Linked DNA regions of Xenopus tropicalis: region 1 is linked to region 2. Evidence: chromatin contacts called from public Hi-C data. All regions are on one chromosome and are shown on one strand. Each heading gives the region's core, a stretch centred on a gene start, on an enhancer-like site or on the middle of the called end of the contact. The rest is flanking DNA. Distances are from core to core; before and after follow the strand shown. Region 1 has its middle 75 kb from the start of gadd45g. Region 2 holds the start of gadd45g (growth arrest and DNA damage inducible gamma).

Evidence for each region. Hi-C and Micro-C count contacts between places; a contact is called where the count stands out from the background.
Region 1: a contact with region 2 is called in a Hi-C map of neurula embryo, with 2.2 times the contacts expected there. The contact joins the enhancer-like site here to the promoter of gadd45g in region 2. A contact is called at or near these places in 5 of 5 Hi-C or Micro-C datasets (brain, gastrula embryo, liver and 2 more).

Annotation. Positions count from the first base shown.
Region 1 is chr1:138,121,007-138,126,789 of UCB_Xtro_10.0, reverse strand. No RefSeq gene overlaps it. Among named protein-coding and RNA genes, the nearest start is that of gadd45g, 75 kb to the right of the region's middle. Within about 2 kb of position 1,614, at least 1 of the 11 cell types and tissues checked has an H3K27ac peak or open chromatin away from gene starts, as enhancers often do. A contact at or near this core is called in neurula embryo, where this site is marked.
Region 2 is chr1:138,047,648-138,053,315 of UCB_Xtro_10.0, reverse strand. gadd45g (growth arrest and DNA damage inducible gamma) reads right to left here and starts at 4,133. Exons shown (of 4, transcript NM_001004986.1): 1 at 3,971-4,133; 2 at 3,456-3,557; 3 at 3,103-3,316; 4 at 2,219-2,985. The coding sequence starts at 4,023. The coding sequence ends at 2,875.

The sequences.
Region 1 (5,783 bases), core at 365-2,864, 76 kb before region 2:
AGAGGGCAAAAGCATATAACACTATTTACATACTGGACATCAGCCACGTGCCTGGGCTCATGTGGGTGCTTTCAAGATTAGCAGATCAGCAGGAGGCAGAGGATGTAGTGGACAAAACAAGTTTACCAATTCCCCTCCTCTTTAATGAAGCCCTGAAAGAAAATTATCCTTCTGGTGCTACAAAAGGAAATGTAACTAAATGGTGCTATAAGGCATACTTTTATACAAGGGGTTGTTACGATATAAGATACCTGCTACCTGAATTCAGCTTTCCAGCAAAAAAGCAGACTCACCAAGAATACTTGCAGAAGGGTCTTAAAGGACATGTCAACCCCATAATTCTAAGCAACTTTCCAATATGGACATTTTTAGGGCTTTAAAAGTTGTTTGTAAATGTAATTGCTATTAAAAAAACAGCATTTGTTTGACTCCTGGTTAGTTATTTTAAAACAATGTTGCAAAGGTCAGTCTCCTCCAGAAAGGCAGGTCTGTCAATCTGCTGCCTTGAGTTAAGGTGGCCACACACGTGGCAATCTGCGACCGTCGGTCGCACGAAAGATCGTCAGACCAGCCACTAACCTTCAGGGCTGAAACAGCAGATAAGGAGGTAGAAACAATATGATTTCTACGTCCTTCTGCCGATTCAGCCCTGACGGCAGATTTTGCTCAGGTGCCTTCTATGGCGCCCAACAATGTTTCAACAGTCTGAGTCACCAGGGTAGAGAATAGATAAGAACAGGCAAACACTGCTTTTAATGGCAACTATACATACAAAAAATACCTTAGAACCTTTAAAAATTTGCACTGAATGTATATTGCAAAGTTGGTTTTCTTTTATTGGGCAAAACATTTAATTTTGGGTTGACTTGTCCTTTAAACAAATGAACAGACAGAGATCAAATATGTAAATTCTGTGTTTCTGAATTTACTGAAAAACAAAGAGAAAATGATAATGAACAATAAAGCCCAATAGTGCATCCAGAACTTTGACTTTTGAAATTCTTAAACAGTGCAAATGGCATTCTTGAAATGATTTGTTTCTAATGTTACAAATGGCATATTGGTGTTGAGGTACAGCACCATTTTTGAAAGTTAATGAAAGTTTAGTCATTTGCATATTTCAGGGATCTTCCCTGAATTATGTATATGACTGTATGGAGCAAATATGCTTGTAGAGGTGCTTGCCTCATAATAATTAATGGAAGGCCAACTTAATATGTTAGACTTGAGCTTTTTAATTTTAGGGTCTTTATCTAAAGTGACATATTTATAATACTTATTTTATAATGGGTCTCTTATTGTGTATGGTTCATTTTACATAATGTTTTATTTCAAAGGCTTAGCAGAGAACAAGTGCAGTACACATGGTACATTCTGCCTAGTATAACATGTGCTTCTTCTTGTTTAGTGGTGTTCTCTAAGGAGAATTCAGCTATTAGCGCTTGCCCTTAGGCTTTACACTAAACTCAGACAAACTCATTCCCATCTGTCACAGTATCTGGGGCATCTCTGTCGCATAATTGGGCAAGGCTTGAAAAGACTGTATAGACTAGGCCATGTGGTAACCCTGCAGACTAGAGGAGAAAAGAGGGGGGTAGTAGAATGGGATGGTGTGATATGACACTCCAAGCCTTAGTTAATCACGGCAGCTGATATCTGGAGTGGGCTGTGGGCTACACATCCACTTATACTAGAAAGGCTACCCAAGATAGCCTACAGCTGCAATCCCAAATTCAGAGGAGTCCCTTTAATTTGCAACAGGGATTAACGTTTCCTCATTTGGCCCCAATGTGGTTACAAAGGCAACAGGCAGATCCATTGTAAAACCATTAGCAAAGAACAATAGAAAGCTGTCAGGATAATCAGAGTGAATAGAAGAATAGAAGTTGACTTGTGCCAGAGATCCCTCTTTTAGCTTATTATTCATGGCAGCAGATGGAGTGTGGCCTAGTTGCTGGGCAGAAACCTAACATATTTTAAGGGGGGTGGTTCCTTGAAGCATTTCTAAAAGAGTACATTCTTCTTCTCCTCGCCAATAGCAAGGACAATGAAACAAAACTGACTATTCAGTGCTCTTTATGGCTGGTGCATAATTTTTACTTCAGAATTCTCTCCTTCTGTGTCAAACCAAAAAACATAATGCATGAGTAATTTTTTGTATTCCATTACTCCTGTTTAGTTGAGTATTAAAATCATATGCAATATTAAACCAGAATACTTGGAACATGTTTCAGACTGGAATGTGTGTATATCTGGTATATCTTCTGTATGGAATGTACTTTTTATATGCTGAGTGGCTGCCTTAAAGCTTTATTGTGCTTTTAATAGCTACTTGTCTGTGACACCTAGTTACTTGTTGAAAAATACATATTTAGTTTAAACTGATTTTTTTGGTCAAATTATATGGAGCATTCACAAAGGCATGAATTTTGATTAAAGTGACCTTTATTGATATTGATGCAGAATATCTTGAGAGATCCTCTTCCTTCTATCTTCGCAACACTTGTGCATATGCCGTAGAGTAAAAAGCTGGCTTCTCTACTGTGCATGCGCCAGCCCTGGGATTCCAAAGATAGATGAGAGAAGGAAAAAGATCACTCGTTCACAGCTACCCCGGGCTGGTGCTGTTTTCTCCTAAAAGGAGCACCAGCCAGGGGTATAAGGTAATCTATTACAATCACTGGGGCACCTAACATTTTGGCACCCATTTTCCTTCTCCTTTAACATTGGAGTCAAACATCACCAGTGATGTTGCCCATAACAACCAATCAGATCTTTTTTTCTAACTTGTAAGTGACAATTTAAATCTAGTTGCTGATCGGTTGCTATGGACAACATCACTGATGATGTTTGTCTGCATTGTTAATAAATATGCCCCATAGAGTCCCAGTTGTGTGCGCTGCAGAGTGATTCAGGAAACTCACTACCTTCAAGGAGAGAACAGACTGGTGTTTATAATTGTTGACTGTATAGAGTAATCTACAGGTGCAGCGCTTTAGGTGTAGGGAAAGCATAAAAATGAGCATAGGTGCAGGCACTATGTCTATAGCATTTGTTATGGGGACAATTCTGTTTTTGTATGCATTTTGAACCTGTTATGACCTAAGTGGGTTTTGAACAAATGCTAGAGTTAACCAAACCTTACCATCTTTATTTGCTCAGAGACAGATAATGCACGTGATTGTATTAGACATCATTGAGCTGATTCAGCCCTACTTCCTTTAAATGTTTTTTTAGCATATTTAAAGATTTATTTCAGGGCTAATGGTCTAAAAATATTCTTTTCAGATAGTGACATATATTACATATTAACTAAAGACCAGCTATGGGCCTGATAAAAGTAAGCCTATTAATAGTGTTTGTATGGCAATGAGCAGCTCTATGCAAAGTAAACATCAGTGCTGCCTGCAAACCTTTCTCAGCTCAGTACCTGAGAATTACAGAGTCTGTGAGGGAGCCCAGTGCGTACCTGCAGCATATAGCAAACAATTTTGTTCCATTCTAATTCTGCTACTTTCCATGACATGAGTAACGTTGGAACTTGACCCGCCCTTCTCCCAACCAACAACCCCCTTTTACCTCTTTACTTACCATCCCCAATAAACACACAGACACCAATTCTTGGGATAAAAATGGCCGCAGAAAATTTATTAACAACAAGTGAAGTTTTAATTTAAAACATAACATAAATAACAAATGTGAAACAACATCTCAAACATAACACAAATGTTTGTATAACAAACAAATCAACTTTTAAATAGCCAAACACTGTAACAATCCAATAACTGCGCAGCGCAACTGGCGCTACCAGCTGCCCTTCTGGCCCGGAACCAACTACCCAACAAAACTTACCTCCTAATCCACTTTCTTACCCCTGAGGTTCCAAGCATGCCAGCCCCACTTAACTATAAAACTCCCCTCCTAACCCAACCATTGCTTTCCCCCAACTTAATCACCCCGCCAACGACACTCCGCTACCTCCACCTCTATAGGGAGGGAGGGTGGTCGTTTAACTCTGCTGACTAAAATGGAGTGAGAAGCGGGAACAGTTACCCGCATTTTATACCCCTTACAAACCAACCAATCACCTGTAACTGGGAGTGGCTAAGTCTGTCCAACGCGTCTGTCATGCCCCTGCTTCCCTACGTTTTACTACGGGTCATTGGGCTACTTGACTTTTACTAGTGACTTTTTCCATAGGGAAACAAGCTGCAATATGACTGGTGTAAACAGACTGGGTTTCAAATTTAAGATTCATACTATGCTTTGTCTTTAGCTCAACCACAGCACTGAACACAAAGAGCAAAGTCACTTGTTGCATAATAACCTTCACTTGGCCTGAGTGCAGCTACATGGAGGGGAAATCAGCCTGAAAATGCACGCTTCGGTGTTCTTTGGGCAGACCTCTGCTCTTTGTAGCTGCACTCAGGCAGACTCTGTGCCTGTCAGTGCAGGCAGAGCTGCAGATGAGAGTATATCCACTTCTCTGCCTGCATTTTGTTAGTAGGACCCTAAGCAACTTGTGATTTTAGCCTTAGGCTATGGCCACACTAGGCCAATAATCAGCCCCTATGCTCCGATTAGCTGATGCAGGCCAGGGGTAGGCTGATCAGACAGTTCCATATTTGGTGCTGCTGCACGTGTTGACACAGGGGACCAAAAGAATAGAGCGTACAGGTCATTTGCATGCCAAACACCAGATATGACTCCAGACAGAATTTGAAAATATTGGGTGCAACCGTACCTGATTTGGGACAAAGCACATGTGCAACTGCTTTTATTTTGGCATATCACAATACCCCACTGGACCTGCAATGCCACTGGAATTCCAGAAAAAACATGGTGGTTGACAGTGCACTTTGCTCACTGCACTTGCAGATGTAAATGAGCCCTAAGGTCTTGGTACATTTGCAAGTAAACTCTCAATGGTAAATTATCAGCAGTACCCTTTCTTGGCCCTAGGGCTAAATGGTTGAATTAGCCCAATATCGCCCACCTTAGGTTGGCATATTAGCAGAAGATTCGTTTGTTTGGCGACCTTGCCAAACAAGCAGATCTCAACATGTATGGCCACCTTAATGTCAACATTGCTGTTTGCTTGCTAGTTTTATTAAGAACTAGCAACCAGATAGCAGTCTAAATGCTGCGATCTGCAGAGCAAAAAAAAATCAATAATATGAAACAGAAAAAATTGAAAACCACAATAATTGCAAATTGTCATAAAATACTAGTATGTCCATCATAATTAATACATGTTAATATTTATAAGCCCTTTAACACCTGAACACCTGCTGTAATGCATACTGTCTTGCGCTATCATACCTGCTATCCCACAACAGGCCTGTCCCAGAATTTTCTTAAATAGAGGAGCCATTTATCCCTACTATACCTACTATCCAACTCACAATCTGTTACCAGAGGCTGTTCTTCCCACTGCCATAACTACAGTAGGAAATGCTGTTCCTACTGTTCATAAAACATGGGGTCCCAATATTAGCAGGGGCCCAAGGAATATTTTCCTGCCTGGATTGCCTTGAAGTATATTTCTGTTTCTAAAATGTAATGCATTATTTAAACAAACAAAATGCAATTGTAGTTTGTAAGGCTGAAAATTTGGGTTAAAGACATCTAGCAACTTGCTGCAGAGATAGAAGCTCAGTCATGTGTGTAGCCAAATTTAGCCAGCATCACATTGTCCTATACAGTCATCTGACCATGACTCAGCGTGTTTCAGGAATACTGAGAGGATTGCAACATCTACTGCATATTACATCAGGATTTCC
Region 2 (5,668 bases), core at 2,884-5,383:
AAAAAATGTTGCACAAAGAATTTATATTTTTGCAAAGCCTTGCCTTCACCACAAGTCATTTGCAAGTCCCCAAGCAGCAATAAAGCAGGAGCCAAGGAATCGTACTGCATGCAAATGACTAAATCTGTGATTCTCTGAAAGACTTTGCTTCAGTTAAACTAGTTAATCCCCCCCTTAATCTCTCTGAATTCATGCTCTGCCAGAGGGAGGAGCAGGGTAGCTATATTTTTTTAAAGAAGGCTTTATCCCAGCATTGCTTCAGCTGTAAACTACATTTCCCAGCAGCCTTTGATCATTTCAACGTAGTCAAAAGCCGTTTAAATATTTATGTATGTTAGGGCAAGAAAAATTGATCATAATATTTATACATTGTATGTGTGAACTACAAAATTGTGCTGCTGCTGCTATTGTTTTTGTTTTTTCTTAAAGGACATGTCAACCCCAAAAATTAATTTTTTGCCTTATAAAAGAAAACATAATTCCAAGCAACTTTCTAATTTCGAATTTTTTGAAATTTTTTAATGCTTTAAAAGTTATTTGTAAATGTAATTGCTATTGAAAGCAGCATTTGCTGAACTCCTGGTTGGTTTTATTTAAACAATGTTGCAAATGCCAGTCTCCTCCAGCAAGACAGGTCTGTGTGCTGCCTTGTGTTACAATGTTTCGCCTTGTGTTACAATGTTTCAAATGCCAGATCCACCAGGACTGGCAAACACTACTTCTAATAGCAATTATATATACAAATAATTCAAAATACATTGCAATTTAGTAATGAAGGTATATTGCAAAGTTGCTTAGAAATATGTTTTCTTTTATTAGGCCAAAAATTGTATTTTGGGTTGACTTGTCCTTTAATGCAGCTCTTCTATATATGTTGCCTTTTCAGTCTGCATGAAAAGTAGCAGTTACTGCTGAGTCAGTGTTGGCGTTCTTTATAGGAAATATACTGCTACAGTTATGCCCTATAACACAGTGTCCCTATTTAATCACAGAAGAATGTGGAATGGATTGGCTGCTTACAATACTATTTCTCCTTGTTCGTAAAGCAGAACATGTTGACCTTTCTTGTGAGGTAGAGCACTTGTGTACACACACTCTTTATATTATAATGCCTGCAATTGTTCCAGGATTCTCTTCCGTCTTAAGTCTAAATTTTTATGGCTGCTGCCCGTTTCTGTTACTCCCCTTGGCAGAGATAAGAAGTCTTGCTGTTCTTTGCAGGAACGCCATGCTATCGCATAGTGGAAAAAAAAAAAGCCAGTTCCTGGAACCACACTATGAATCCTAGTAATAGGCTGCTGGCTATGTTGGAGGCGCTGTGTTCCAAGATTTCTGACTGGACATGGTAAATAAAGCACACTGACCTTGGAATCTGTTTGCTTAATGGTTCAGGCTTTATATTTTTCTCTTTAGGTAACTATGCCAGTTTAACCTAGTATCACCCCCTTTAGTGCATTTTGTTCCCTGAAACCTATGGCTTGCAGAGGATAGGTGGCATCACTGTAAACTCTCTGTATAAATTAGAGAATGAGTTTTGCTTTGCACCCATGCTAATGTTAGTGCTGCACAATAATAGTGTGTGGCTTGTTTTGCTTTGCTAAATCCCAGAAGCAGAAACAACTTGCACTTTGGCAAATGTCACGTTGGATGAAGGGGAATTTTAAACCTGAGGGGTGAGATATGGGGAATCCCTTGCTTAAACACAGTGCCAGCTGCTCTTTTCTGTCTGTGCAGTAACAAAAATCTATCTATGCAGCAGCCCCCTGTCACTCTAATGCACTCATTAGGCATGCAGCCCATAGACCTTGCACGCTCTTGTGATAAGCAGCTGTCGCTGAAGGAGCAGCAGGTCAAATGGTCAGGGCTCAATAGAAAGCATTAGCTGCCTGCTGCAGACTATGGATTATACCAAGCAACACAGCCCCCTTCTATGCAAATCTTATTGTGCACTGCTAACAAAAGGGATGACTACAGCACATTGGCAGCTTTCTGAATAGCCAATGTAGTGGGGTAAAACAGACTGCATTTCTACACATGCCCAAACAATAGGGGCCCAAACTGTGAACCAACAGCTATTACAAGACTATAGCTTTTTTTGTTTGGTTGTTTTGGGGGATGCTTATTATTTTGTTCATTTAGAAAATGTAGGTAGCTCAAGCGCTGGGCCGCAGGTATAAACACCCTACCAGATAAGCATAAAAACCAAAACAAATTAAAGTGAGATTTAAAATGATTTATTGAATGACAGAAAACAACATTTTAAATGCCAAGTTTCATCAAGAAAAGCACTTCAATTTGCAACAGTGTCAAAATGTTGAAAATACAGAAAGTCTTTTTTTTTTTTTACTATGTATTCTGGGTAGTAGACTGTAGTAGTAGACTGTAATAACCAATAACAAGCTGCAATGAACAGAATTCAGTCTCAGTTTGCAATCCAGAGCTATATAGTCCCAGACTCTTCCAATGTGTATATAAAGTTCATGTTTCATATCTCAGCAAACTCCAAAAGCAGATACAGAACAGGTTCTTTCCTTTAACCAGCTGCTTAATTTGCCTCATATCCATCTTAAAAGCTTCCATTTTTGCTTTTAGCACATGCAAAACTCCTCCAGCTCCATGGCATGACTGCCCCCCCCCCAGTGCTTTGGGAGGCTTCAAACTGGCACCAACCCTTCCTTTTACAGATCAGTCCATGTTAAGTTTTCCTCCTTACTCTTCTGCTCCACAAGAGCCAACATCTTTGCCAGTCTTGGCGACTTAATCTGACCTCAACCAGCGTAATCCACAGACTTCGGAATGCTGCTGGTCCATCCAGGTGCACAACACCATGATAATAATGCAGAGATTTTACAATCTAATGTAGAGAAAAGATGTTCACTCTGGCAGGGTGATACTGGGAACCCAGTCGTAGACTTTACGGCTTTCATCACAGAATATACCCAGTTTCTCCAGGGCTGGATCTTTCCAGGCATCCTCATTTGGATTCTGAGAAAAGAAGAGGAACAGAGACTATGAGAACACTGTGCTTACAAGAAATTGCACAAGTCACAGCCATGGGCACAAAGCCAAAACATTGCCGATAAGCAGGAACATGACACTTACCGTAATAAGGATGCAGTGCAGGTCCTTGGGCTCTGCAGACTCATCTGTTAAGCCTAGAATTTGAGCTACTTTTTCTGTGTCATTCAGCCTCACGATATTGATGTCATTTTCACAGCAGAAAGCTTGAATCAGAGTGAAGTGGATCTGAAGGGCTATATCACCCTCGTCGTACTCGTCTGCAGCCAAGATGCAGAAAGTGACACTATCTGGATCTCTGTAAAATCAAATTAAAAAAAAGAGAACATTAGTTCTGCTGCCAGCAAGCCTCAAGTGGGACTGTGTGTGGGCTGTGTTACATGCATGCATGAGTAAAGGGTGTGTGTGGGATCAGTGCAAAGGAGTGGGATACTTACACATTCATTACTTTGGCAGACTCATAGACTCCAACGGTCAGACACTCCTCTCTCTGGGCAGAGACCAATAGTTCATGCAGGGCTTTGCCAGCAGTTTGCATCCTACACAAGACAAATAAAAAGAAATGCATTTAGAGCCAGATCATAACTGAATATTTCTTTCCATATAACTGCAAGACTGGATGCTATGGCAGAAATCCCCACACTCCATAAAAGGAGCTTTAGCTAATGCCACCCACTCATGTTCCCCCATCTGCTAACTGCACATAGAGCTGCAGCTACTTCCCAATATGATCAATAATATTGCACTTTGGCTATATGCAACCAGTGAGTCCAAATCTCTGCACCCCTGGATCATAGCGCTTATTTCTGCGGTCATTTCTCCCTTACAAACGCTTTACTCTACTACGACCCTCCTGCAGAGCTGGGGTTGAACTACAAATCCCAGAATCCCGGATAGGCAGGCGGTAGATCCCTTAGAATAAAAGAAGGCGGAATTGGTATTCTGAAATTACCTGTCAGCGCTTTCAACAACGGTTTCTTGTCCGTGAACTTCTTCCAGAGTCATGATTTTCCGGGTAAGCCACAAAAATGTGAGTGCGAGAGACTTCTCAAATATCCACCAAAGGGTCCGGAAGAAGAAGAGTATAATATCCACAGTAGCTTCAGAGCAGTTAGAATCCCAAGCGAAGTGTGAGGAAACGGAGCGACTGAGCCGGTATTTATGCGCTGAGAGGCGTAGGCGGGGTCTGGTCTCACTCCTTTGCTCTGATTGGCCGGGCGGGGGAGGCATTGTAATGCTAATAGAGCAACAGAACGCGTGCCAGAAGGCCACGTGGGGGAGGAGACGAGGGGAAGGGGGGCAGTAGAAAGGAGGGGGGGGCAGTAGAAAGGAGGGGGGGGGCTCAGTAGAATGGCCGGCCGGTGGGCGCACTGGGTTTTTTTTTTTCTTTTACAATGACTCAAAGTCTGCCTGCTGCCCTTTGTCATGCTGTTGCCAGGCAGAATGGGGGTCTTATGATTTGGGCTTTGCACGAAATGGGAGAGAACATCAAAAAGATCCTTAAAACTTCAGATCTTTGCACTGTGTGTCACAAATGCACCAACGGCAACACATTGATTTGTTTCTGCTGTTCTGGGAACACTGACTATTTATTGGCTTGCTCATGAGCTGTGTGTGCAGGGGCAGCAAGCATCATCTGGGCACAGGGCTACAACTCATGGGCTCCATTAACCATGGCAGTGCTGGACAGGTGGGCCCTGTGGCAGGGTGCTCCATACAGGTGTGCTGGGCAGGGATATTATGCTCATTAGCAGGGAAGATCTGATAACCCTTACTTTAAGCAGACATCTGGCCTGCTGCTATTAATGCAATAAAGGCGATTTTAATGACCCTGCTAACGTGGGGGAAGGACGAGGCCCTGTATACAGATAATGGGGGCTGTGTTTGCGGCAGATTGCGAATGGCACACGCTGCTCGTTAGCATTTGTATAGAGGGGCTCACAATGGGGAGAGGGGCTGGCGTGTGGCAGTTTGCAGATCAGACAATCGCTCCCTTCTTCTCCTTACTAGGGACAGAGTCCACCTGCCGCTGGGGTGGGGTCCTGTAGAGGAAAGTGGGACACAAATGGATCTGACAATCTGTTCCACATCGCAGCAACCCCCCCAGCACGCTTCCAGGCTCTGATTGCTTTTTGGGGGATGCAAGGCTTACTTTAACCCTTTCTGCACGGTGCCTAATGCCTTTAGCCCTGTGCACAGCTTGCAGTATGCGCAGCTTCTTGTTAGTGAATTAGTCTTCTGTCCCCTTTAACTTCATAGGGGTCTCTGCAATGGTTATTGCTTTCTATACCCCACTGTTATCTCTGATCCTTACTGCACTTTCCTGGCTCCACACTAACCCCCTGTGCAAGTGGGGCAGGCAGGCAGTGTGTATCCTTACAGTACCATATTAATCTCGGGGGGCTGCATTGCAACATCGTTACTGAACTCATTCAGACACATGGAGAATGGGAGCAGACAGGACTAGACAGGGTGGAATGCACACGGCTGTAGCTGCAGTTCCAGACAGAGGAGCAGTCAGGAAAGGAAGCCAACTCTTGCACACTGGCACCCACTGCTACTTATGGCTTATTATATAAATCTGGGCCACCCGTCTCCTGCTCTACTGCAGCCCTCAGCCAAACAATGTCTGGCCGTCTGTCTGTCTGGC